7 separate regions of the Mus musculus genome follow, and all the other regions are linked to region 1. The links are chromatin contacts, called in public Hi-C and promoter capture Hi-C maps. All regions are on one chromosome and are shown on one strand. Each heading gives the region's core, a stretch centred on a gene start, on an enhancer-like site or on the middle of the called end of the contact. The rest is flanking DNA. Distances are from core to core; before and after follow the strand shown. Region 1 holds the start of Snupn (snurportin 1). Region 2 holds the start of Arid3b (AT rich interactive domain 3B (BRIGHT-like)). Region 3 holds the start of Scamp2 (secretory carrier membrane protein 2). Region 4 holds the start of Clk3 (CDC-like kinase 3). Region 5 holds the start of Ubl7 (ubiquitin-like 7 (bone marrow stromal cell-derived)). Region 6 holds the start of Hmg20a (high mobility group 20A). Region 7 overlaps Arid3b (AT rich interactive domain 3B (BRIGHT-like)).

Evidence for each region. Promoter capture Hi-C pulls out the DNA fragments that hold promoters and counts their contacts. A called contact is a pair of places that touch in the nucleus more often than the background predicts.
Region 2: a Hi-C map of uterus shows a contact between it and region 1, with 14 times the contacts expected there. The contact joins the promoter of Arid3b here to the promoter of Snupn in region 1. A contact is called at or near these places in 3 of 39 promoter capture datasets (liver and pre-B cells), 3 of 484 Hi-C or Micro-C datasets (CD4 T cells, regulatory T cells and uterus), 1 of 115 datasets of contacts at active chromatin or transcription factors (bone marrow-derived macrophages) and 1 of 9 other capture datasets (adipose tissue).
Region 3: a promoter capture Hi-C map of pre-B cells shows a contact between it and region 1. The contact joins the promoter of Scamp2 here to the promoter of Snupn in region 1. A contact is called at or near these places in 4 of 39 promoter capture datasets (cranial neural crest, erythroid cells, neural stem cells and 1 more), 1 of 484 Hi-C or Micro-C datasets (embryonic stem cells), 4 of 115 datasets of contacts at active chromatin or transcription factors (bone marrow-derived macrophages, large pre-B cells, microglia and 1 more) and 1 of 9 other capture datasets (adipose tissue).
Region 4: a contact with region 1 is called in a promoter capture Hi-C map of erythroid cells, with 22 times the contacts expected there. The contact joins the promoter of Clk3 here to the promoter of Snupn in region 1. A contact is called at or near these places in 7 of 39 promoter capture datasets (the C10 cell line, erythroid cells, hippocampal neurons and 3 more), 3 of 484 Hi-C or Micro-C datasets (B cells, CD4 T cells and uterus) and 2 of 115 datasets of contacts at active chromatin or transcription factors (large pre-B cells and microglia).
Region 5: a promoter capture Hi-C map of pre-B cells shows a contact between it and region 1, with 2.3 times the contacts expected there. The contact joins the promoter of Ubl7 here to the promoter of Snupn in region 1. A contact is called at or near these places in 4 of 39 promoter capture datasets (cranial neural crest, liver, neutrophils and 1 more).
Region 6: a promoter capture Hi-C map of erythroid cells shows a contact between it and region 1, with 26 times the contacts expected there. The contact joins the promoter of Hmg20a here to the promoter of Snupn in region 1. A contact is called at or near these places in 3 of 39 promoter capture datasets (cranial neural crest, erythroid cells and second pharyngeal arch cranial neural crest), 1 of 484 Hi-C or Micro-C datasets (embryonic stem cells) and 1 of 115 datasets of contacts at active chromatin or transcription factors (effector CD8 T cells).
Region 7: a contact with region 1 is called in a promoter capture Hi-C map of pre-B cells, with 2.2 times the contacts expected there. The contact joins the enhancer-like site here to the promoter of Snupn in region 1. A contact is called at or near these places in 4 of 39 promoter capture datasets (embryonic stem cells, liver, neutrophils and 1 more) and 1 of 9 other capture datasets (liver).

What each region holds. Positions count from the first base shown.
Region 1 is chr9:56,949,542-56,952,241 of GRCm38.p6, reverse strand. It overlaps Snupn (snurportin 1), which reads right to left and starts at 1,334. Exons shown (of 9, transcript NM_178374.4): 1 at 1,289-1,334.
Region 2 is chr9:57,835,497-57,838,196 of GRCm38.p6, reverse strand. Arid3b (AT rich interactive domain 3B (BRIGHT-like)) reads left to right here and starts at 1,418. Exons shown (of 9, transcript NM_001379353.1): 1 at 1,418-1,515. It also overlaps the pseudogene Gm7547.
Region 3 is chr9:57,559,637-57,562,336 of GRCm38.p6, reverse strand. Scamp2 (secretory carrier membrane protein 2) reads right to left here and starts at 1,393. Exons shown (of 9, transcript NM_022813.3): 1 at 1,227-1,393. The coding sequence starts at 1,283.
Region 4 is chr9:57,763,690-57,766,389 of GRCm38.p6, reverse strand. Clk3 (CDC-like kinase 3) reads left to right here and starts at 1,276. Exons shown (of 13, transcript NM_007713.5): 1 at 1,276-1,316.
Region 5 is chr9:57,909,606-57,912,305 of GRCm38.p6, reverse strand. Ubl7 (ubiquitin-like 7 (bone marrow stromal cell-derived)) reads right to left here and starts at 1,320. Exons shown (of 11, transcript NM_001122873.1): 1 at 1,247-1,320.
Region 6 is chr9:56,417,300-56,419,999 of GRCm38.p6, reverse strand. Hmg20a (high mobility group 20A) reads right to left here and starts at 1,381. Exons shown (of 10, transcript NM_025812.3): 1 at 1,069-1,381. Peak1 (pseudopodium-enriched atypical kinase 1) reads left to right here and starts at 1,950. Exons shown (of 7, transcript NM_172924.3): 1 at 1,950-2,059.
Region 7 is chr9:57,819,305-57,822,004 of GRCm38.p6, reverse strand. All of the region lies in intron 2 of Arid3b (AT rich interactive domain 3B (BRIGHT-like)), which reads left to right. Among named protein-coding and RNA genes, the nearest start is that of Arid3b, 16 kb to the left of the region's middle. Within about 2 kb of position 1,329, at least 78 of the 459 cell types and tissues checked have an H3K27ac peak or open chromatin away from gene starts, as enhancers often do. A contact at or near this core is called in pre-B cells, where this site is marked.

The DNA.
Region 1 (2,700 bases), core at 85-2,584:
AGAGATGGTTCAGCCATTAGGTTAAAAGTACTGGTTGCGGGGCTGGAGAGATGGCTTGGCGGTTCAGAGCACTGACTGCTCTGCCAGAGGTCCTGAGTTCAATTCCCAGCAACCACATGGTGGCTCACAACCATCTGTAATGAGATCTGATGCACTCTTCTAGTGTGTGTCTGAAGACAGTTGCAGTGTACTCATATAAATAAAAATAAATAAATCTTAAAAACACACACAGCACTAGTTAAAAAAAAAAAAAAAAAAGAGAGTACTGGTTGCTCTTCCAGAGGACCTGGGTTTCATGTGGTAATTCATGACCACCTGTAAACCAATTCCAGGGAACTAACTGGAACTCTCTTCTGACTTTCTTCCCAGCATGGCACCCATGTGGTGTGCAGACATGTAGGCAAAACACACATACACATATGCATATAGGAAAATAAACAAATAAAAGAACAAAGGATGGTGCCATACCTCCACTTGGTAAAGTACTTGCCAAAGTGCGCACCATATTTGCACCAAGCCTTGGGTCTGAAACCCAGGAGAAAAAGAAGAAAGCTGCATTCCTATATCCTAAGACATTAAAAATACTTTTTTTTTTTTCTGTTTTGTTTTGTTTTGGGGACAGGTTTTCTGTCCTGGAACTCTCCTTGTAGTCCAGGCTGGCCTCGAACTCATAGAGACCTGCCTGCCTTCTGAGTGCTGAGATTAAAGGTATGCAACCACCACACCCGGCTAAGAATACTTTCTAAGAAAATTTGTTAAAAGTGACTATTATCAGTGTGGATTTAAGGTGTGCATCAGAGTGTTTGTAAAATAACCGGGAGTATTCAGTAGATAATTACTGAGCTTCCCCGTCAAGGTATCCTGAAGTATGCCATAGAAATGATCCCTAACAGGACCTTACGTGTCATACACCTGCAATGGCAGCAAGGCAGGAGGCCGAGGAAAAGAAGCGAACTAATTCCTAAGTGTCAGGCTCACCCAAGCCTCTTCTCCAGCCCAATAGATGCTCCCACCACACGTCCGTGAACTCTGCCGCCCTCCCCGCTACTGTCTCTCTAGCAATGGAGTCGTTTGTCTTTCGGTTACAGAATTCTCCCTGCCACACATAAATGTTCCTCATGAGTTTGAGCCAGACTGCCTGGAATACAACGACAAAAATATGGCCAAGTCCAAGTCCCCAAGACTGGCCAGCCTCCCCAGGTAACGGCTGCGAAGCCAGCCCTGGGTCATCAGAAGAAGTTTGAGCTTGCGGCTGAGAGAACGCCAAACTAGACAGGGCCAGACTTACCGCACGTCCGTACCACTCGCGCACGCCGCCAGTGCCTGTGCCGACTGACCAATTAGGTGCCTTAGCGGAGCTAGACACGCCCCGCTCAAGCTTGCACTCGAACTTCCGGCTCCGCCTACCGTGGTGCATCGCGGGAGTTGAGTCGGGCAGGACATTACTTCCGCCCTGAACTGAGCGACTCTTCTCCCTAGGGAGGGGCTTCCAGATTTGGTTTAGGCTTTTTCGGGATTCTAGCGAGATTGTCCGCGATACGGAGCCTTCAGTACTGATCGCAAACTTGCCCCGGATCCTTTCACTGACAAAACCGTGACTTCGTGGCCGCCACCTCTCCGGGTGTGCCCAAACTCGAGAGTTGCACTGACAGCCCTTTTGTCTTGCTTGTGCGATTTTCTGAATGGCTTTCAGGTTTCGAACTAATAAACGTTTCTTCCCTTCCTTTTTCCTTTCCCTTTCTTTCTTTCTTTCTTTCTTTCTTTCTTTCTTTCTTTCTTTCTTTCTTTCTCTTTCTTTCTTTCTTTCTCTCTCTCTTTCTCTCTCTCCTTTCTCTCTCTTCTCTCTTTCTTTCTTTTTCTTTCTTTCTTTCTTTCTTTCTTTCTCTCTCTTTCTCTTTCTCTCTCTCTTTCTCTCTCTTTCTCTCTCTCTTCCTCTCTCTCTCTCTCTCTCTCTCTCTCTCTCTCTCTCTCTCTCTTTCTTTGTATAGCCCTGGCTGTCCTGGAACTCACTTTGTAGACCAGGCTGGCCTCGAACTCTGAAATCCGCCTGCTTCTGCCTCCCGAGTGCTGGGATTAAAGGCGTGCAGGCGTGCGCCACCACTGCTATCCCTATTCTCCTTTCTAACATGACGCGGAAAGGGACCTGGCTCGATTCCTGATAGGTAACGTTCAGCATTTGAGTGCAGCACTTAGTCCGGTTTGAAAGTAGTTACATGAGTGACCGAGATTTAGGAGACCCTAAGCAAACCCATACATCGTGTCTGCAGGGTAAGACTTCTAGCATGTAAAATGAAAACAGGACTTGCTACTTAATGCTTATAATGTGAGCCAGATGCGTTGCTTCTAACACCTCAATGAACTGGGGTGTGGCTAGGGATGTTGCTCAGCAATCAATGTGTTTGTATAGCCTGCGCTAAACTTGCAGTGGCACCACCCTGTAATCGAACAACAGGGGGTGAAAGCAGGACTGGCTGGTAGTGCTAGCACATGCCTTTAATGCCAGCTTTCAAGAGGCAGAGAAAGGCAGATCTCTAAGTTAAAGGACAGCCTGGTCTGCAGAGTTCCTGGAAAGTCAGGAGCCCTGTGGGTGGTGGTGGGGGAGTAATTTGGCCAGGGTTGTCAGGAACCATAATGGGACAAGCTAATAACTAGCAGTTGATCATCCTGAAGTGGCCTGCTTCGGATTATTATTATTTTTTC
Region 2 (2,700 bases), core at 169-2,668, 890 kb before region 1:
GCACTGTTCAAAAAAGAATGCCCCATAAGTGCTACCATGGCAAACCCGGAAGAGTCTACAATGTCACCCAGCATGCTGTGGGCATCATTGTAAATAAGCAAGTTAAGGGCAAAATTCTGGCCAAGAGGATCAATGTGCGGATTGAGCACATCAAGCACTCGAAGAGCAGGGACAGCTTCCTGAAGCGGGTGAAGGAGAACGATCAGAAGAAGGAAGCCAAGGAGAAGGGCACCCGGGTGCAGCTGAAGCGCCAGCCTGCGTCAACCAGAGAAGCACACTTTGTGAGGACTAACGGAAACTGCTGGAGCCCATTCCATATGAATTCATGGCCTAGTGGACAAAAAAGAAATAAGGGACCAGGACTGCAACAAAACAAAACAAACAACAACAACAACAAACCATAAAAGTTTTCATCAGGAACTGAGATGGATTAGTGAGTTAAGAGCGTGGCGCCAAAGAATAAGGGTCTAAATTTGGATATCCAACGCCTCAGTAAAAAGCCAGGTGTGGTGCACACCTGCAATCCTAGCATTTCAGAAGTAAAGACAGGATTCCTGGAGCTTGATGGTCAACTACTTTTGCTAAATAGGTGAGCTACCTTCTAACAAGAAAGAAAAGAGGGGAAGGGAAGGAAGAAGGGAAGGGACAAGAAAAGCCAGTGGCAATAAGTTCTAGGTTTTGGCTGGGATTGTTTTAAGACCCAAAACTAAGCGAGCCATAGACTCTGGATCAAGGATGATGGTCAGTTGGGAGAAAGGTAAAACAAGGAGGTGCATGCATAAATTCACAGAAGTTCCCCAGAGTTAGGAGTCCCAGAAGACAAGGTTTTGTTGTTTTATTGTATAAGCGGTGCCAGGATTCAGCTTCTACCTTTGGAACCTGAAGAAAGAAAACATTAACCCCTGTGACGAGGTGAGGTTGGGGATGGATAGAGGTGGTGTTCCAGAACAGGAAAATTTCAATCCAAAAAGTGAAATTTAGAAAAAAACTAATAAAAGGCTGGAATGCTTCATTAAGACTAGCTGAAAGTTAGCACTCTTTATTCCTTTCTTTCACTTATTACAAACAATTCACAACCACGGCAGCCAGAAACCCGTGTGCTGTAGTCAGTCCTACTCTTTTCAACTCCCCGCGAAAGCACTCACACCGGAACTCCTCTGAGTCCGTGCTCTCCCATTGGCCGAAGCCTCCGCCCGCCTTAAATGGCTTCCGCCCACGGCTTCAACCAGAGGGCGGTCTCTAGGAGTCACTTCCGTCTCGCACTACCCACCCACCCCCACCTCGTTCCCTTTTTAGCTGCTTCCGGCCTCGGGCCCCGCCCCCCACCGTGGGGCCCCGCCCCTACCTGCCCCTCCCCCGCCCCGGGCTGACGGCCGGGCCCCGCAGCACAGCTTCCGGTGCGGGCCCCGCCCCGGCTGTGGCCCCCAGCTGCGGAGGAGTAGCAGGCTCAGCTGCTACGCTGGGGTCTGAGCGGCTGCCTCCTCCCTACCCGCGAGCCCGGAACGCTGCACATAGGTGAGCGGCGCGGGTCGTGGTTCTTTCTGCCGCGGCGGGAGAGGGGCTGTGGCAGGTGGAGGGGACCGAAATGGGAGCCGAGGCAGGTGTGTAGGGGAGACGCGGGCTAGTGAAGCCGGGGTCCGCTGAGAAAAAGTGAGAGCATCGGGAGGAGCCCCGTCCTCCCGGTGTCCAAAGGAGTGGTTTGAGATAAAGAGATGGGAAAGGTAAGGGACCCCCCCCCCCTTTTGGCAACCGCAGAGCGAGCTTAGATGGAGTAATTAGAGAAGAGCCGGGAGATTGGCAAAGGGGGCTTGGTGGAAGTAAAAGTGATAGGGCTCCATTGGGTGGGAGGTAAAGAATGGAAAGAGGGGTCGAAGAGGGTCGGGGACAGAGCTGGAAACGAAGGTAAGGGAAATGGTCACCAAGGCCGGGCTCAAGCGGCAAGCAGTCCGTTGCTCTCGGTTTGGAGGTCCGGGAAGTTTAAAAAACCCGAGCGAGGGATGGAGAGATGAAGTTAGATTTCGGAGACGTAAATTCTCTAGATGTTAGTAGTATTGTTTGAATCCTTGGCTGCTTAGGGATTGGGATGAGATGGACTCTTCGGGAGGATGTGCCAATTGAGTTGTAAAACGGAGTCATCTCTGTCTTAATAAAGACGCTATCGGACACCCCTCTCCCTTGCTGAGGAAAGCCTACCGAGAAGATGGTGCCAACCAGAAAAGAAGCAGTTGTACTATGACTGGCAGGAGTTGGTTGAAATATTCCAGTTGTGTTGTTTGACTTTAAAGATTATACGAATATTTCTAAATGACCAGTGAATTGCTTGCTCTTCTTTTGTGTGCGTTTTGTTTTGTCCCCAACGGGGTTTTTATTTTAAAGGAACAATTTTGCCAACTTTCAGGCTTCCCTACAGAATAAGAACTAAAGCAGAAAGAAAGTATTGCTGCAGGCATAACTTATACTTTCCAAACTGCCAGGAGGAGGGACAGGCAGTAAGGGGCCAATTGGAATTGGAATCTTTTATCCGCCTATGAAAGCTACAACCAAGTGCTTCTAAGAAACAAAATGAGATTTGTCTAGCATGGCTCTGGTTGGTTTTTGAACTCCCCGCCTCCCCAGCTTTAAAAATTATACTCTTTAAACGTGTAAAAATTTATATAAATCAAAGCCATTTTTTTTTCTTGTTAGAGATTAGTTCTCCCA
Region 3 (2,700 bases), core at 144-2,643, 610 kb before region 1:
GCTGTGTTAGATGAAGAGATCCTGTTATAAATAATCCAAGGGCTCAGTGTTACCCAATATGCACAGCGGTGGAGGATTTGCCTAGAACGAACAAAGCTCTGGTTCAATCCCATTACTGCAAAACTTCAAAAGAGAAGATGGTCATACTCTACTCCCTGAGTGTATAACCATCTAGTTCAAGGCGCCTTTGCTTTGCTCCCACCCTTGGAAGGACCCACCCTGGAAAAGCTCAGTGGACTTCTCCAACACCTTCAGGAAATGCTGAAGCTGTAGAGGACCAAAATAAAGCACCAGCAAGACGAATTCAAGAGCTTGGTGACATACTAACACCGGAGGAACAGCTGCGCTCATAAATCCCCAGTCATCACAAGCATGCGTCCCTCAAACTGGTTTCGGGCAGACATGAAAGGAGAAGTAGAACGCGCCTTGGCACTAAAAGGAGTTCCAGTTCTTCAACATAGACAACTGGGCATCTCTGCGTTCTCCACGCGAAGGTTTTGGCTTAGGTCCGAAGACTGTTGTATTCTTTCAAAGTTCCAAAGGTCAGGCCGGTAACCACCCATGCAGATTTGTCAGACCCGTGTACCTTGGGCTCCAAGCTCCTTCACCTCCCTCTCCTCAAAGTGTGTGGCCCAAACTCAATCCAAACAAAGTGCTTGGCCAATAAGTAATTTTCTGGCTTGGCCTCTCTTCCTACCCTCTCTCAGCCTTCTTGATAAACACTAGGGACTCTCCTGTACTTTAGATGCTTGCTTCGCTACTGCTGTTGCTGTTAGGTGTTGGGTTATCTCCACATTTCTCCACCCCAACAGACTTCTACTTCCTCATTATGTTTCAATGAGCCTTTCTCCTAGGATGACTCAATACAGGTAGATCCCCCAAGACTGTAGAAATGGCACAGCAACATTTTGCTTCCCTTTCTGACTCTAAGACACCTCCCCAGGATAAGCGCGTGCTTGGCCCTTTTCTCCAGCAGAGGCCGGTCGGATGGGCTACAACCCGGGGTGCTCTAAGTGCCCACTTCTTTACAGCGCCCCGCCCCCTTGCCGCAGTTCCACCTGTTGCAAAGTCCCGCCTCCATACAAACTATGATAGGCCAGCCTTCAGATACCGCTCTCCCATTGGACAGGTGATCCGTCCCTCCTACGCCACGTCCCCGGCTCTGGCGAAAGAGGCCCAGGCCGCAGCCCTTTTCCCTAAAGAAATCTGAGAATTGGGGGTTCTACCTGGAAGGGGTTTACGTCCACTGGGTCCGCGAAGGGGTTAGTGTCGAAGGCCGACATGGTGATCGAGGGCCAGCGGGTGATCTCCGCGAGCGCTACTGCCTTTGGTCACTCAGACCCAGCGGCACACAGTGTAAACCCTCCACTTCCGGGAGCAAGGCAGCCGTTCTGGCGCAGGCGTAGCGCCCTCTGTGGGGGCGTGGCCCTGGACGTCACAAAGGTCCGTTCCGCCCCTGCCCAGCCTATTAGAAAGCGAAGGTTATTCATTCTGTCTCCATCCACTTTCTTTTTATCTCCAGAGATGCTGAGGATAGAATCCAGGGTCTCACGAATAATAGACATAGGTGTAGCCTTGAGCTACATACCCAAACCTTCTATCCACTTAGTCCTCCGGTGCAGAATCTCTTCTGATGTCTTCCTTCCTATGTGTATTTATTTTGAGCTTCCAAATAAAGGACTGGCAGGAAAGGATCATGCATTCATTCCTAGAGGGCAAAATTGAGGCGTTCGAGCAAGTCCCGGACCAAAAGGACAGGGGAGACATGTCAAACAGGAGTTATCTGAACAACTGTGCTCCAGGATAAAGCTGGAAGACCTTGCATCAACCCCTGCCCTAGATAAGCAGGATTTCTTTTAGGCTCCACCCTCCTGTGATTTCATAGATATCCTAGAGGTGGTAGTTAATTCACTCACAAACTCACAAACTTATTTATCCATGTCTTTCGGGCCGCTGTGAAATCTAGCTTGAATCGTTTCTTACCCTGGAATAGAACAGCGCTACTGATTGGTCTATTCTTGTGTTGCAACCAGATGGGTTTTTTGATTTTTGTGGTTTTGGTTTGTTTGTTTTGTTTTTATTTGGGGGGTTGTTTGTTTGTTTTGTTTTGTTTGCTTTTGGTTGTTTGGTTATTGTTTTTCCAGGGTTTTTGGCAGGTTGGTTTGCTTTTCTTGGTTTTGTTGCCTTTTTATTGTTTGTAGGTTTGAGGAATCTCTCATCCTAGAGTCTGATTGATACTCTTCTCACCAGCTAAGAAAAAAAAAATTCCAGCATAATTACCATTTACTGTTAAAGGCTGTTGACATAAAGTTAATATTCCTTTACTATGTGTATATTTTATGTTAGAGTAAAATGAATCAGGCTTAAAGCTTGAATGTTCATGTCCTTTTCCAAGATATTTCCTAAGAATCTCAAACAAAACTATTTACAATGAAGACATCATCTTTCTACATCCTGGGGAGTTTATCAACAGTAATCTGACAGGTCCACTTCAGAACTACCCAGTGATCTCGTTTAAGCTTTTTTTTTTTTTTTTTTTTTTTTTAATAGTCATGGTGGTAGTAGTAGTCATTCTTGTAGTGGTAGTAGTGATGCTGTGTGCACATGAGGGGTGGATGGGAGCGCATGTGTTAGGGGCTAATGTGGAGTTGGTTCTCTCCTCCCACATTTATGTGATTTTCAGGGACTGAACTCAGGTCA
Region 4 (2,700 bases), core at 27-2,526, 810 kb before region 1:
GTCTGTGGGGTTGGAAGGTGACTATGAGTCAGTTTGAGTTTGCAAAACATAATCACCCAGCTTTTTAACTCAACCGCTTTTACTTGGTTGGTGATGAAGATGCCGGGCCATTACGTCAGAACCAGAGGCAAAGCTCTCTAAAGGCAGTTTCATCACTGCAGGGGGGCCTAGGGAGCCACAGCACCTGGTGGGCGCGCATCCCGTACGGGGAGGGGACACCTGGGAAACCCTGGCTGTCCGCGTTGAGTCAGCAAGATCCTAAAGCTATGCCCCGCCCTGGCCGGCCGCCGCAGCCTCGCGGACCTCGCGTGGCGTGGGGCAATTAGGCGCGGCACCCGCCCGCTTGGCTGCGCGACGCGCGGGGGCGGGGACGCTGTCAAAGCGAGGCCCAACCAAAGGACCGCGACTTGTATTCTCTTCTGAAAAAAAAAAAAATAAGACCTCATGATCCTGCCACGACAAAGCGTTGGACAGTAGGTGGGAGGGGTCTAGACTGGGTGCCTCACGCCCGATGCCGCAGCGAAAGGACGGGCTGAGTGACTCGAGTGGCAGAGCGGGAGCGCGGCGCGGCTCGGGGCTTTTGTGTGGCGCGGGTTTCCTAGCAAGACTGACAGCAAGACGCTCTGAGGTGTTCAAGGGAAGGGGACGATTTCTCCGTCAGACCCCACCGCCGAGGCTCGCGGGGATCTTCCCGGAGACTGCTCGCTCGAGCCAGCTGGGGCGTGGCACCAGGACTTTCAAAAAACCCGCACAAGCCGAGAGCAGAATGTGTCGTTTGCTTCTTGCGCGCAAGCGGAGTCGCGCCCGCCTTCCTCTGCCCGGGCGCACCGACCGCCTTCGTCTCTAGCGCCCTCCCGGGCCCCGGGAGAACAATGCCGGTCCTCTCCGCGCGCAGGAAGAGGCTGGCGAGCACAGCTGGGCCGCGGCGGGGAAGCGGCCCCAGCCTGGCAGTCCGGTGGGTTCCTCCTTTAGGCCCAGAGCCGTCCTCAGACCGTGGTCGCGCACCGATGCGGCCTCGGGGGCCTACGTGCAGCACCACACGGAGAGGGGCAGGCCGCGGCCCGAGGCTGCTCCCGGGACCTCCGGGAAGAGACCTCCACCGATGTCGCCCGGACCCTGGCGGGGCAGGCCAGTCCCCCAGAGTCTGCGAGTTCGGGGCTAGAGCGGTCAGGCCTCTGGGCCGGGTCGAGCCCGGGCCGCCGACGGCTGCGTCACGCGAGGGGGCGGTGCTGCCACGGGCGGAGGCCAGAGCCGGAAGCGGAAGAGGCGCTCGGAGTGGGGAGTGGGGCCTAGCCGCAGCCGGAGCCTGGGAGACGGTGAGTGTGGGCCCGAGCCCGTGGCCGGGCAGCTGGGGTGAGTCGGTGGGGACGGCCACGCCGGTACGGGTACCGTGCCACCCGGTCGGGTCTCGGCTTGGACCTATTTCCCTCTTCGGCCCACGTCAGGCCGCGGTCCCGACCTCTCACCCCTGACCCGCCGCTTCTCTCCCTGAGGGCGGTCACTGCAGACCCCTTTTCTGGTTCCCGCGGTGTTGGAGGCGGAGCTCCAGCGGCCTCGGAGCCGGCTGGGAGGCTTCCCTTTGGGTCCCGCGCCGGCCCGCTGGCTGGGTCGCGTCCGACCTAGGCTATCCTGGAAAGGCTTTCCCTGCCCCGAGCTCGAGGCTTAGCCCGCAGATCTCCTTCGCGCGCCGCCTGGAGTTTGATTCTGGCCCAGGCTGGCCATCCCTTTGGTCGCCGGGTCTTCCCTTGGCGGTTACGGGGAACGGGGCTCTGAGATCCCTGGGATTCGGGCAGAAGGAAGGGACTCGAGTGCGGGCCGCCGGCCCCCTCCGTGTTTTGTTATGATGGAACCGCTCCATCCCGGAGAATGGGCCAGACCAAGCCAGGAGTACAAATGTCCAGGCTGCTCCTCGGTCCGGTCGGGAGCCTCTATGCTTTAGTTCCGGGTGCGGGTGCCCTGATGCTTGGGTGGGAATTGCCAGAGTCTAGCCCCCATCAAGGCGGAGTTGGCGGCCTTCCAGTTTCCCTCCTCCGTGCCCTTGAAAAGGAGGAGCGTTTTTGCCCGGTGGCAGCCGCAGATTGCGAGGTGGCAGGTTTGAGGTTGCAGTGGTGGGGCACTGCCAGCCAAAAATAACCATGGGTCGCTTGGGTGGCAGGAATCCGGGAGGGCAGCCGCTGACCTGGCTGGCTGCTCTTCTTGTTAGCCCGGTTCTCTAGCCAGGAACAGCAAATGAGAAGCCAGAGAGGCCTGTGCTCATAGAAAAATTGGCATCCAGTAACTTGGTCTCATTGGTCACATTGCCTTTTTCTTCATTGTTCAGAGCAGAGCCTCCCAAAGCATAATTGTGGCCTTTACGTTTTAAAAAGCTTCTTTGCCGAGGACTCATGGAATCGGAGAATTTGTGAGAAATAGGCTCAAACGACCTGGCTGGGAGGAGGACATGGGCCACCTGGTAGCTCCCATTTTTCACCTGCCTGGGATGCGTTGCAAGGGAGATTATCTCCATTACTGCCTATGTGTGGTACTTCATGGCCAAAATATTGGGCCATCTTTGCCAGTATGAGAGGTGTTATCTTCATTTTTCAGGCATGACAATTTAGGTCTAGAGTGACTTGTATAAGGCCACAGGGCCAGTAAGTGGCAACACTGGGATCGAGTTCAAGGTTTCCTGCCAAAACTTCCTACCCGGTCCCTTGGAAG
Region 5 (2,700 bases), core at 71-2,570, 960 kb before region 1:
CAGGACAGCCAGGGCTACACAGAGAAACCCTGTCTCAAAAAAACAAAAGAAAAAAAAAAAAAAAGTAAACACAAAAGGCCAATCAGTTGGATAGGAATGTTGTGAGGTTCAAGCAAGATCACCCAACCCTCTCCCTTCTACACACTCATTTCTGGTTTTCTTCTCCAGCTTTTGATTTAGCTATAACAACACTTTAAGGAGGGCCCTTGTCTCTCTTGCCTGCCCTTATCAGAGATCTATAGCACCACCCAATGTCTTATTGTTAAAACACAGATCTAACAAACTTAACTGCTTAGAAGGCCCCCATTAATCCCAAAGCACTTCTATGAACAGGTGGGTGTTAACTCCACAGCCAGATTACAAACCCATTTATTCTGACGCCTACCAGCTTTCTTCAATAGACCCAGCCCTGCCCCTTTATAACAACACACGTAAGTATACTTCATAACAAAGTTGTCCCCTATATGTAACTCTGCTCACCTCCTGTCTTTGCATATAAGTTCTCTTCCCTTTTTGGCCTCTTAGCAAACTCCTACCAAGACCCACACAAACACATCGGTTCCATGCTCTCTTCTTGGTCACACATTCCCTGTTCCCTCAAGGCAAAAGAGCAACACAAATCAATAGATTTGAGGACAAGTCAGCCAGCTTCATTACCAGATGCCAGACTTAGAAAGCTACCTTCTCTTTGCTGCTTTTTCCCTTGTACAACTTATTTACTTCTCAACTTCTCATTGCGTCCCTCATATTTGTGAAACCCCCCCCATTCTTGAAAGCCAAGACTAGAGCTTTTCTAACACAGTCCCCAGCCTGACATATATGAATGCCCACAAAATAAATCTAAAAATTCAAAGGGTGCAAGAGCCTTGTACCGCAAGACCAGTCCTTGTTACAGACACTATTTCTGCCAAAGAGGTCTCTTGCAGTAAAGACAAGGCTAAGAAAAAACTGTGGTGCGACCCAGCGGACTTCAAGGTACTATCCACCTTTAGGTTTAAAGCGAGAAAGGAGGTTTTTGTATACCGATTTCAATCCTCACAACTGTCTCCTGAAACTGGCATCATTGTCCTTATTTTACAGATCAGGAATAAAGACTCAGAAAGCTGAAGTCTCTTGGCCCAAGGTCACAGATACCTAGTCGTGAGTAGGGACAATGTTGACAACCCCACCTCTCTCGTGGGACCAGTTAGCTACTCCGGACCCACGAGAGCCCCGCGCGCCCAGGGAGGGGGCCCAGCGCCCTCACCCGTCCCGCGGAAGGAACCCGGCCGCAGCGAGCCGCCGGTGTAAACACTCACTCTGGTCCTCTTGCCGGAAACCGGAAGCTCCGCGCTGCATTCTGGGGACTATAGTTTTCACTGAGACCCAGCCCCTTATAAATGGCCGTCCAGCAGCTAGTGGCAATGCTTCCGGGTCCTAGGAGGCGTGAGTGCGAGCACGAGCAGTTTGAGGTCCTAGAAGCCAGTAGGTTGTAGCTTTCTGTCAGACACAATTGTACCACCACCTGAGGTAGGGAGACTCAGTGTGGAATTTTCGAAAGCAGCCAATAGCCCGATGATTCCCGCGCTCTCCAGGGATATATGTGAAGCCTGTTGGTTGTCCCGGGTTTGGAGGAGTCCTAGGCCGGAGGGCGAGCCTTCTCCGAGGGGGACGGGTTCCTAAGTGGACAGGCGCCCCGCGGCCCTTCCGATGAAGACGCAGTTCTCCCACGTAGCCAGCCTCTTGTGCTTCTTGCTCCTTTCTCCCAGGAAACCTGCCTTGTGGCAGCGCACCAGGGCGCTAAAAGTTGAGTCCGTAAGGGGAGTGATTAAGTCGGGTTTCTGGCCCACCGCGAACATGCAACAATGGGGTTTATAACACAGTCATTCGTAGAATCAGTTTGGGGAGGGGAATTTCCACTGAACTTTCGTGGAGACACTGCCTGTTTTAGATGGCTGAGAAACTAATGCACAATCAAATTGGATTGAGTTTACACAAAAGTTAGAGTTAGCTAAACTCAAGAGAGAAGTGATTTTTCTCAGAAAGTTCCACAATTAAGGAAAACAATAACCAAAAACAACCAACTTTAAAACTGTGAAGCTGAGGGACGGGTGAGATGGCTCAGCAGGTAAAAGCACTTGCATTCAAACCTGAGGACCTCCCCGGGAACAAATGGTGAAAGGATTGAACTGACTCCCCAAAACTGACCACACACACACACTAATAAAAAAATGTAATTTTAAAAGATAAAGTTCAGGCTGGAGAGAAGGCTCAGCAGTTAAGAGCACTGAGTGCTCTTCCAGAGGTCCTGAGTTCAATTTCCAGCAACCAAGTGGTGACTCACAGCCATCTATAATGGGATCCGGTGCCCTCTTCTGGTGTGTCTGAAGACAGTGACAGTGTATAAAATACATAAATAAATCTTTTTTTTAAAAAAAGTTCATAATAGCTACTGTGTACACAAGTGTAAAAGTTGTATTCTTGCCGGGCGTGGTGGCGCACGCCTTTAAGCCCAGCACTCAGGAGGCAGAGTCAGGCAGATTTCTGAGTTTGAGGCCAGCCTGGTCTACATAGTGAGTTCCAGGACAGCCAGGGCTACACAGAGAAACCCTGTCTCGAAAAACAAAACAAAACAAAAGTTGTATTCTTGTACAGTCCACTCTAGGACAGAACTCGGGTAGTAACTGAGTACAATAGCTTAACAGAGAAAAAGCAAACTAC
Region 6 (2,700 bases), core at 132-2,631, 530 kb after region 1:
ATAGTTTCTTATTTGTTTGTGTGTGTGTGTTTTAAGCAGAATATAGAAAACCAGAAAGTTCTGTCTGCCTCATCTTTAGTTCTTCCCGAGACATTTTCCTCTCACTCAGTACGTCACTGAACTTGCCATCCTTTGGCCAGGTTTTAAAACCATAAATAGACCTCATTTTTCAATCAGTAACAAACTCAAATTACAAACGGGGAGACACCATAAAATGCATCTTTCATAAACATCCCAAGAAAGCTACATGAAAACAACACTAAAGTGGATGATGTCTTCTCCAGCATGAGGTGAATCCTTAAGTCCTAAAGGAACAGTTCTAAGTATGTAACACATTAGTGCCCTTTATTACGGTAACATCAAATCGGAGTACTGCAGCATGACACTCTCTCCCTCTGCAAACATGAAAATGCCCTGTAATTTGTGTGAACTATTCGGTACTCTAACTTATAAACTACCTCCTTAAAAGAGCGGCTAAGGAGCTCCTGTTCCGTGTCTAGGTAGAGCCTACACTACTTCACTCAGTTAAGGACAAGCTTGACTTGGGTGCAAGGGTGGGCAATTCACAAGTCACATAACAAAGTATGTAATCTTGCAGAGAATTTTAACAAGGTGTTTAAAATTCTTTGGAGACAGCATTAAGACAATCTTGCTGGGGAGAGATTTTCCAATTTACACACAGAAACAAAATACATAAATTCTGATCGTGGCCTGGTGATTATCATAATTTGGGGAAATAACCGAACTTGTGACGTGAAAATACAACCCCAAGGCTGTAGGAACTCTCTCTGAGAATGGCACAAACCAACACCTTTTCTGGCTCTCATCAACACGGGAAGTGGCTTGGACACCCCCCAAACATCATCCTACCCCCACAGGAAGTGAGTTACAGTTCCCCCTCCCCTATGACAGCATGTCTCCCTTCCCCCAACCGGAAGTGAGGCGCCCCCATTCAGTGGGCCTTAAACCAAGACAAACCAATAACAGCAGCAGCAAAAGAAGGATGATCTTCAAAGGGGGAAGGACATCTCGACTGTTGCCACCCCCATGCTCGTCTTGCTTACTAACCTGCTGACGGCAGGAGCAGGCAGGGGCCTGGGGACTAATGAAAGTCCCTTGCACAGAGGACAATTCCCTCAGCCCCTCGCAATCGCCTTCACTCTTCACTCCGTCGTCTCACAGCTTGACAGAAATTCCTCCGCAGTACTTTATTTTGGTGTCTTTTCTTACTCTTTACCTAATCACTTAGTCACCTCCAGATAGGTAACTTCTTTTAACGTGGTAATACTGAGAATTGTTCCGTTGAGGAGAGACGTGAAATGTTATACCCGATACTTTCAGAGAAATGAAGGGATTATTTTGCCCAATGCGGCGAAGGACTACGTGACCACGCAAGGTGAGACACACTTTCGCGAAGGTTCTTGGGAAATGTAGTTTTCATTTTCATTGCTAAGGCTCTCAAAAAATAGTGGGACTTAAATTTTAATTACTGTATACTGGACTCTTAGAGGATAGTTATTCTGTACTAGACGAATGGCTGACTTAAGGTGATTCGGCCCCGAAAAAAATCCAAATCTGCGCTGTTTCTTTCCACTGGCGTTTAATTGAACCCAAATTCCCCGTCACATGGACTCAAGGTCCCTGCCGCCCCGCCCCCTGGCTTTGGCTCCACCCCTCAGCCAATCAGACTTTCTCTAGCTCGTGTTCTCCGGATATTGGCACTCAGGGAGGCGTGGCCTCTTGTCAACTCCTCCCATGGGGCTGAGAGTAGAGCTCGGAGACCGCCGAGGTTTGGTGCGGGCACGCGCGGGCGAGCGCGCGCGGTCTGAAGAAGTGAAGCGGCAAGGGTGCGCGCGGCGGGGCGGCGTGCAGGGTTGGGAGGAGCGAGCGGACTGGTGGGCTGGGCGGACGGAGAGCGGCCGGGAGCGCGCTGTGGACTCCGCGGCCGCGAGTAGTTAGTTAGTTGTGTCAGTTGCTCGGTGGAGGCGGCCGCGATCACCAGAAAGGGGACGGGACAGGAGGCAATGCTGAATATCGCAACGGCTTGTGCTCCCCTCAGGTAACGGGGGCAGGGTTGCCCACGTACCCTCCGGTCCCTTTCCCACACGCGCTGGCTTATGGGGCCAGGGTCGCCGAGAGGTGAGGACGCGGACCTAGGGGGGATCGGGACTGGGTGGCGCCGCAGGGGCTCGGCAGCCCGTGCGTCCTGCGGGGCGCGGGCTGCAGTGCCCCGGCCACCCACGCGCCCCGCGGGCGCCGCGAGCCCTCTCATGCCCCCCACCGGCCCAGGCCTCGTTACCCTGGCTGCGATGGTCCCGGGAGCGCGGCGCCCCCCAGAGGAGGGAAAGTTGGAACCTGGCGGCTAGGGACTTCCCGGGGCTGGGCTGCGAGGCTCCAGGGGAAAGTGAAGCCTTAGAGGAGCTGGAGATGTGGAGGCTGGGGCAAGAAGGGCTTCTGCCTAGTCTGTATGGTCGCCTCACTCCCAGACTTTGGAGGATCAGGCTCAGCCTTGCCTCAGCAGTCAGGACGGAACCGGTGGCTCTGTGCCTGCTCACTTTACGCTCTGGCCAGGGAGCCCCTAATGTGCGCAGGCTTCCTAGGTTGCTTAGGGGTTTGGGATTTTGAGAGGCTGGGTTAGACATTTGTTTTTCTTTGCCCTTTGGCTTATGGGTTCTTGCCAATTTCCTTTCCTCCTTCGAA
Region 7 (2,700 bases), core at 80-2,579, 870 kb before region 1:
CATTTCACCATTCTTTTGACACACGCTTTTGAATTTGCCTGCGTGTTTTTCCTTTGTTCTGTCCTCACCTGTGTAATTGTTGGTTTCCTCCTGTGGGGCTTTGCTCTGTCTTCTTTGTAAGCTCATTTGGTAGGGCTTTATTTGTAAAAGACTGTCCACTTAAGGGTGTTTGGTTTCGCCTGTGCTAGGCTCTGCTTAGCAGCTGAGACTCATAGGCTTGTGCCTAGTCAGAGGCTGACTTGCAGTGGGCGCTCTGGGCTGACGGCGGCAAAGCCGTGTGCCCCTCTAACCTGGCAGGCTCTTCTGTAGTGATTTCTGTTCTGGCTCTTGATACACCTGAGACAGGCACCTTGGCGTCTAGGGTTGGGGAAACAATTAAATCCCCAGCCCTCACCCCTGGTAAGAGCTGTAGTTGCCCTTTCTTCCCCTTCAGCCCCCAGCATGGTAGCACATGCTTTTAATCTCAGCATTCAAAAGGCAGAGGCAGGCAGGCAGGCAAATCTCTATGTGTTCAAGGATAGTCTGTTCTAAATAGTGAGTTCCAAGCCAACTGAGGATACCTGGTGAGACCCTGTCTCAAAAAAGAAAAGATAAAGAAACAGAGCTTGATGCTCAGCTGACAGAGATGCAGCTAGTTGCCTGGTGACCTAAGTCTGGCCCCCTAGGACTCATGCAGTGGAAGGAGACAAGGCTCACAGCCCCTCCCCCCAATAAATACATTAAAAAGTAATAATTAAACTTTAAATTTAAAAATCAAGTTGGGCAACAATAGGAGTAGGGGCCAGTGTTGAAGCTGACTAGAGCTCTGTGAGAAGTAACCTTGACATGTAGGTTAACATGTGTGAGGTAGAAGTCACCTGGGGGTGGTTTCTTGGTAAGTCTATACCTTTTTAGATGTTTCAAATCACATATTTTGTTTAACAAAAACAGTAGCCCCACGTGTTGTATGTACTTCAGCTGGCTTTTCTCTTGTGAATGTGCGTGATGCTGTGTCTGTGCCTGCTTTCTTGCTGCTGCTTTTGTAGTGCTGAAGATTGAACCCAGGCTCTGCTACGGGCAGGCAAGCTCGCGAGCGCTCAGCTTTAGCACTTGCTCCTACTTCCCTTCAGTTCTCGATTCCAGTGCTTAGCTCTGTGGGGAGGAGTAGACTAGGATTTCTGTAGGCTTTGTTCAGAATTAGAGGAGTCAGTAGTTTTTCCACCTCAAAATATCCTTTCCTTGCTAGTGGTTTTGTTTCTTTCTTTTTCTTTTTTTTTCTCCTATGTGTTTTAACAGCTAGGACTTTTGTCCTGTGACCATGACTGGCTCTAGTTCACTGAGCCGGGACCTCTCATCATTCCTTTTGTCTGTCTGTCTAAGGGCAGATGAGGAAAGAGGGAAGTAGCCTGTATGTGGTCTCAGCAGGAAGGCCCTGCGCTGCCTTCTGCTTCCTTGCAGACAGAACAGGGAAGAGGTAGGTAGAGTCTCTCAATGGTTTCATTACTTTAAAAACAGCTTTATGAAGACTTGTCTAGACTCACAAAGCTTTGGGTTCAGTCCCCAGCACCTCATAGGCTGGGGGTGTGGTGTCTTAAATTCCGCAGTGCAGAGAGGGCCAGTAATTCAGCGTCGTCATCAGCACACACGCCAGTCCACAGCCCAGGCTGCCTAAGACCTGTCTCAGTAATCAGTCGGTCTATATAACTCCTGCTGTTTTCTCTCCGATCGTAGGAGTCATTTGGGCTCAGTTAGGAAATATGGAGAATATACAAATTTATAAAGAAAAGGTAACAATCAACCACAGTCATATAACTTAGCTAGAACTATAAACATTTGTGGTATTTCCTTTGTATTTTAAAGGAAAATGCCTACTATATGTTTATTATTTTATTTTATATACAGTTTTGTGCTCTGCTTTTATTACCTGATAGTCTGGACATTTTTTATTATTTAAGTAAATGCTAAAGTGTCATTTGTAAAATTTAATTAATGGTGGTACACACTTTTAGTTCAGTACTTGGGAGCCCGAGGCAGGTAGATCTCTGTGAGTTCAAGGATAGGCCGGTCTATGTAACAAACTCCAGGCCAGCCAGGGTTGCGTAGTGAAACTCTGTCTTAATAAAATAAAATACAATTTTCAAAAATTTGAGACAGGATATCACTCTGGCCTTTGCTGTCCTCAAGCTTAGAATCTTCCTGCCTCTGCTTCCCAAGTACTGGGATTACAAATTTGATTCATTATGTCTGTCAAATGTATTTTAAAGTATTTGAGAAGTAAAAATGACATATACCTTAAAATGTATGAAGTAAAAGTCAGCAGGACTTTGGGGTGGTTTCTTGGTAAGTCTATACCTTTTCAGGCTTTTAAAAATTACCTTTTTATTTATATTTTTAACAAAAACAGTAGCCCCACGTGTTGTACTTCAGCTGGCTTTTCTCTTGTGAATGTGCGCGATGCTGTGTCTGTGCGTGGTTTCTTGTCTACTGCTTTTGTAGTGCTGAAGATTGAACCCAGGCTCTGCTACGGGCCAGGCAAGCTTTTTAACCACAAAGCTAAGCCTCACCCTTTATTCGTGTTTTTATAGTCAGAGTACAAACCTAGAGTCTAAAAAGTAAACCTGAGGGGCTAGAGAGATGGCTCGGTGGTTAAGAGCACTTGCTGCTCTTGGAAGTACTATCTCCCCACTCCCACCCCAAACCCCACTGTGTTGGGTGGCTCAC